Linked DNA regions of Mus musculus: region 1 is linked to region 2. A link is a contact called in public Hi-C data. All regions are on one chromosome and are shown on one strand. The core of a region is the stretch at or near the end of the contact, and the rest is flanking DNA. Distances in the headings are between cores, read along the strand shown.

Evidence for each region. A called contact is a pair of places that touch in the nucleus more often than the background predicts.
Region 1: a Hi-C map of Th1 cells shows a contact between it and region 2, with 4 times the contacts expected there. The contact joins two enhancer-like sites. A contact is called at or near these places in 11 of 484 Hi-C or Micro-C datasets (DN3 thymocytes, LSK cells, Th1 cells and 7 more) and 4 of 115 datasets of contacts at active chromatin or transcription factors (CD8 T cells, T-cell acute lymphoblastic leukemia and microglia).

The regions. Positions count from the first base shown.
Region 1 is chr1:55,527,421-55,530,496 of GRCm38.p6, forward strand. All of the region lies in intron 1 of Plcl1 (phospholipase C-like 1), which reads left to right. Among named protein-coding and RNA genes, the nearest start is that of Gm39642, 16 kb to the left of the region's middle. Within about 2 kb of position 1,546, at least 122 of the 459 cell types and tissues checked have an H3K27ac peak or open chromatin away from gene starts, as enhancers often do. A contact at or near this core is called in Th1 cells, Th2 cells, adipose-derived mesenchymal stem cells and 1 more, where this site is marked.
Region 2 is chr1:55,429,220-55,432,572 of GRCm38.p6, forward strand. The region is part of intron 1 of Plcl1 (phospholipase C-like 1); the gene reads left to right. Among named protein-coding and RNA genes, the nearest start is that of Plcl1, 25 kb to the left of the region's middle. Within about 2 kb of position 1,627, at least 19 of the 459 cell types and tissues checked have an H3K27ac peak or open chromatin away from gene starts, as enhancers often do. A contact at or near this core is called in Th1 cells, Th2 cells, adipose-derived mesenchymal stem cells and 1 more, where this site is marked.

The DNA of each region.
Region 1 (3,076 bases), core at 296-2,795, 98 kb after region 2:
AATAAGACAAAACATTAGAACCAATTCCCAACACAGGAAAAGAGAGATGCGCACAGGATGCTGACCAGCTTCGGGGCTTGTGTAGATGGTTGAGGGTGCCCTCCACTGAAATAGCCAAAGTAGACAATATGCTCAGGAGAGAAAATTAGCCATGAGAATTTGGGCCACACAGGACATCTTTTTGGAGATTATAATTATTAGTAAATGCTAGGAATGACCAAATATGGAATAGGGATTTATTCCCCCACTGCTTAAAGTATGGATGAATCCCCATTGGGTAGTTAGCAGTTATTGTTTAAGTATTTTTTTGCGATGGAGAATGAATGCCCACTCTAGCTTTGCATGCTAGGGTAGTTTAGTTCCTTACAGACAATGAAGTCTGCTCCTAACCTCTGTCTGATGATCCTTTCTCTGCTAGGAGCTGTTCTGAAGTCCACCATTTCTCCCATGTGGTGGCCTTCAAGCCTCAGGAGAAACTGACTCTAAGTGTTGTTATTCTTAGCCTTCCTCCCAGGTCTTCATTTAATCCACTTGCAATGGCTAGACTTCCTGGTACATTTCCCTACAGATCAGCTGGAAGTAAATGCTAATTTAATTCCCTGAGCTGGGTTAATTAAGAGGATAAGTATTTCTTGACCACGTCTTCATTTAGTGACACTAGACACCTGATGTTAGGACAAAAAGATTATACTGTTCATTTGACATGTAGAAAAGGGATTTTTCTATAAAATGCTTTTTAAAAATTTATATCCCACTTAAAAATTACTAGATTTTAAAACAAGGTTTATGTAAAAGTGTGTTGCATTTTATTGAATAAGATATTCTTATAATTATTTTAAGAAAATTATCTCAATGTGGATAAATATGACTGCTTTTTTTTGAAAAAAAAAATGAAGTTAATGGTCATTTAAGACCATAAAATTATAGCAGTAAATTTATAGAAAATCCCAGTGGCCAATGGCCAACCCCCAACCAACGGGAAACTTCTGTCAATCCTCATATAGAAGATTATTTTATTTTGAGGTGCTGGGTATCAAACTAGGTCTTGTTCATGCTGGGCAGGTGCTCTACCAAGGGGCCACCCCGACCCGCTGTAAATCTTTCAAGGAAATGGAAATGACATGTATTTCCCACGGCTTCTATTCCAAAAGGTATGCACACATTTGCATAACTGGTCTCTCTCTCTCTCTCTCTCTCTCTCTCTCTCTCTTGCTCTCTCTCTTTTTCCTCTCAGAAACTGTTTTGAACTCAGAATGTGTTGTTTAGATCATGATTCATACGTCAGAGTCTTGCTTTAGGTACTTGGCAGAGCCAAGGAGTGTTTCCATATATAGCTGCAGAAACCTTTGTTGCCTCTTCTGGTTTGAGGAGGTATTATTCAAAGTTCATTCCTGAAGTTTTTCCCTTCCAGAAGCAGCAGCCATGGGCACTGAATCTATGTGCTGGAGGAAGTAAAGCTTGCTGTGTGCCCTGTGTCCTGAGCACCTGCTGAGTGTCCTCTATCACCCCTCAAGAATGCTCACACATCCATCTGTGGGTGACAGTTATTCATCTCTTCCGGCCCACTTCCTGCTCGTGGTCCCGGGAACCCTCAGAACAGCCTCTGCAGAGATGAATCAAGGCAGTGCCTAATTTCCTGAGTCATAGCCAGAGGCTCCCCAGTTACTCTGAGAATGGGATCTGTTTACCTCAGAGTTCCCTCTCTGGGAGGGTATTTGGAATTTTGGATGGTGGCCTGGAATTTTGGAGAGAGGAGTTCTCTTGGGAAAAGTTGTGCTGGTAGCAGTCAGCTTATACAGTTTATGCTGTCTGCCCTTTGCTAAGGGTCGTGTGATGTTGCAATTGTTTTTTGGGAAAAGGAGAAGTCCAGTTGATGTCGGTTCTGTCCAGTTGATGTCAGTTCTGATGTCAGTTCTTATACTTAAGGCTGGTTTTGTCACCTTCAGCCATTAGTGTCCAGAAGTAAGCTCTTCATGGTTGCTTTCCTCCTCTTTAATTACTGTCCTTGTCTAGCTCGTTTTCGAGTCAGGATGAGGCAGGCCTGTGCTTGACTCTTGGTGTTCTTTGGGATGTTTCCTTTGGGCTTGTTTTTGCCACCTGTAAAATGGGGTTAGTGATGTTTAGTGCACAGGGTTTTAGACGAGGATTAAACGGATTTGGTGATGTAATATACACAAAAGGGTTTAGCAGATCTCTTCAGGAAGGCAAGTGCTTTTGATCACAGCATCTTGGGCTTCATGTTGCTCAATTCTGGGTTCTATCCAACTGCAGCTTCAGATGTCCAGGCACTTATATTTAGGAACCCTTGCTTTGTTCCTCTGTACCCTCCTCAGAGACTATTTTAAGTTTGAAGTGGACTGTGTCATCCCTCTTGGGCAGCAACTAACATATTCAAGGAATGCCCCCTCCTCTCCAAGGGCTTTCCCAGTCACTGCTCAGCCCCACCACTGCTCGGAGAGCTTCTTCCTTTGACTATAAGGTCAGTGTTGTTGTTTGCAACCTCTGGTTTTGTTTTTATCTTTTCTCATGGGCTCTAAGTAGACAGTTGTTTGAAACCGATCCTTCACCCTGCTCATCTGAGTTCCCACAGTTCTGCACATTGAACCAAGTTATTTTATTCCCAGAAACCTGGAAAAAACTAATTTTTTTTGGCCTCTAATTCCCTTAAACATGAATTCCAGGTTAATCCAGGATTATTTTTAAAGAAGTACTTATTTTTACGTGCATGAGTATTCGCCTGCATGGATATTTGTGAATCACATTCATGCCTGGTACCTGAGGAGGATAGAAAAGAACATCTGGTACCCTGGAACTGGAGTTACAGGGCTCATGAGGCAGCATGTTCTCTTCAGACAAGGTTTCTCACTGAACCCAGAGCTAGGCTGGCAAGTCACTTTCCAGTGATACTCCTGCCTCTGCCCAGCCCCCTCCCATAGTGCCGGAGTCACAGGCATAAGCAAGCATTTGAACTCAGGTCCTCACTATTTGTAGTGAGTGCTGCCAGCTGCTGAACCATCTCCCCAACACCTAGGATCCTATGGTAGGGATTTCATTGTTTTTCTTTTTGAGACAGTCT
Region 2 (3,353 bases), core at 377-2,876:
TGTTATTTGTAAAGTGGAGCATAAAATGTAACTTTGCTAACTTTTATGTCTGACATGACAGCCCTTCATAACTTGGGACTGAGTCATGTAGGCCGTGCTTAGAGATGGATAGAGAAAAGCTTGTCATGCTGATCTCAGCTGTGCTGTAATAATTGTGGTTGGAAAATCTATTCTAATTTGGAAGTAAATAGATCTTTGGAAAACAATCAGTGTTTCGGTGATATTCATATTAATGATGTTTTATTTAGTGAAGCAGCTTGCAAGAGATTCGCGGGTTCATTGGCTGATGTTGCTTTGTAATGGTGTCAACATTACATAGACACCTTCCTTATGCTGAAGTCTCTCAATGATCAAAATTACCTTTGAGTTCAAACTAAAATTTAGTGACACTAAAAAAGAAATGCTTAAAACATTTTGTTTATGCCCTTTATATTTTTAAATTGAACATTAAAATGTCAAGTTTCAAGTTTTCTTTTCTTTTTTATTTCAATATATATCTTTGATTAAATAAAATGGTATTTAACAGAGGCTTCAAAATTCTTAGTGCTTGGATGATTATACTTTAAAAATCAAGTACAGACAAAAATATTCATTCACGCTAATTTAGAAGTTTGAAGATTTATTTTTATGTGTGTGTGCTTGCCTGAGTTTATTTTTACCACATGCATGCAGTGTCCTTGGAAGCCAGAAGAGGGCATTGGAACCCCTGTAACTAGAGTTGGAGGTGGTTGTGAGCCACTACATGGGTGCTGGTTGTCCAACCCAAGTCTTCTACAAGAGCAATATGTGCTCTTAACTGTGAGTGATTATTCTGGTCCCTAAGGTGGAAGTTTAGATAAAATCTTGTTAAAATTCACAGGATTGTCATGTCCTGGAACTTTATTTAAAAATCCACATTGTGATGTTAAATGTGTATGTATGGGCAGAGAGTGAATTTGCTGTGACCAGTTTTATAAGTATGTGCATAGCTTCATCATTAAATATTCTAACCATCTCCAATTGTGTAAAAGCAGCTACTGAAAACATTCATGTCCTTTGAAGAAACATCAAGAACAGATGGGAACAGAGAGTCTTTGACTATCCTGAAACAGTTCTACAAATAGTTACGACTTCCTTTCAAAAGTTAGAAATTCTATTAAATCTATTTCCATTCTTCACAAGGGCTGCTAGCTGACTGTGTAATGACATGCCACGCAGCACAAAGCATGACCTCTGATGCTACTGCTATGGTGTGCTTGCTTAGTAGAGGAAGGAAAAGTAGCTAGTATTAGGAGAAGTGCTACACTTGGGTTGCCAGATGAAGTACAGGACGCAGAGTGAAACTTACATTTCATTTAAACAACACATAGTAGTTTAGTGTATGCCTCGTACAACTACTGTTCACTGTTTAAATAAAATTTAAATTTAACCAGTTATCCTATACTTCTGGTGAGTCTGCTGGCCCTCACCCTTTGCGGTTAGGTAGATAGTAAGTAACGGTGAAGGAATAGTTTTTTTTTTTTTCTGATGTATCAGAAACTCTCCTTAAAGTTCCTCAGGAATCAAATTGTGTCTTACTCACCCAGCTAATGAGTCATTTCTGGAGCTGACATTTGAATCTAGTCAGCCCCAAGAGCTCTGCTTTGATGTTGAAGTACCACAACTGCTGATTTCAAGTTCTGCTCTGAGCCAAAGTAGCAAACCATCCTGTGACTGGCATAAAGAGATGGAGACCAATGCAATAGAAGACTCAGAAGTAAACCTTTGCAGCCTCGGCCCCTGGATTGCCCACAAAGTTCCCAAAGCATGGTGGCAGGTCGCCTGGGTATCCATATGCAAAAAAAGTAAAACTAGATCTATAGTTCTCACTCTGCATAAAAAGCAATAATATAAAACGTATTGTTTTCTTAATGTAAAACTTGAAACTTTAGGATGGCTAGAGGAAAACGAAGGAAAAACACTTGAAGATGTAGGCATGGGCACAGTTTTGGAATGTTACTCTAGCTGTTCAGGAAATGATAACAAATTTATAATCAGGATTCCATGAAATTGGAAAAGCTTCTGCACAGCAAATGAAACAATTGCCAGAGAAACTCGACAGCCTACGGAACAGAAGAAAACGCCTTGCCAGCGTTTTAATCAATTGGAGGTTAAAAATCCATATTATATAAAAAAATTAAAAAGTAAAAAGCCATCCAAAAACTCAGTCAATAAATGGGCAAATAGATCAGACAGTTGCCAAAAGAAGAAGTACAAATTACCCATAAGTACAAAAAAAAAAAAAAAAAAAAAAACAAATCAACATCTTTAACCATCAAGGAAATACAAGCCGAAAGGACATGAAGATTCGTCTTGCTCTATTCAGAATGGTGATTACCAATGATACAACAAAAGCTGGACAGGATGTACAGAGCATGGTGATGGAACCCATGTTCACTGCTGGTGGCAATGTAAATTAGTTCAGCTACCGTGGGAGTCGGTAAGGTGATTTCACAAAAACCCGGAAATGGATCTGCCATATGATCCAGTTATACCACTCCTGTACATACACTGCAAGGAATCTACAGAGACACCAGGGTATCCTCTGCACTGTTATGGAATTAGCCTAGGTGCCCATCAACAGATGAATGAATAAAGACAGTGTATACACACACACACACACACACACAGTGGAGTGTTATTTGGTAACATTACTTGGCATGAAATTATGTAACTTTCAGGAAATTGGATGAAATTGGAGACTGGTTAACGTGAGTTAAGGGAAATAAACCAGGAATAGAAAGACAGATACTATCATTCCTTTTCATATGAGATCTGGATTAGAGAATGCATCCGTGAAAAGCAAAAGGTGAAGGTTTGAGAAGAGTCAGGGAGCAGCAGGAGGGAAGAGGGAGATAGATAGGAGAAGGTAATGAACGTGCGAGAACATGATCCAAGGCCATTGGAAACAAGTAAATAACATAAAAACAGCTAAAAATAAGAACAGTGCTCTCAAATGGTTCCTCATATACTGGGGTTTGTATTGTAAAAGTACAATCAATTCTATGTTCTATGTTCTCCAATATTCTTTACTATACTGGAGTTTTACATTCTAAAAATCATCAAATACATTTAAATTTTGCATTAAATAATTCATTTAGTAAACAATTGATTTTTTTTTCTTTTTTTATAGTCTGTTACTTTCTCTTTTTGGTTTTGTTCTTCCTCCTCTCCCATTGTCCTTCCCAGTTCTGCTGTCCTCCCTTGATGGATCTCTTCTGCCCAGATTGCTGCCTTCTCCTCTCCATGTGTTCTGGTCCTTCCTCCCCACCACGTTAAGATCTCATTCTCTGCTCTTATGGTCACATTTCTACACTTGCAACCACTTCACACTG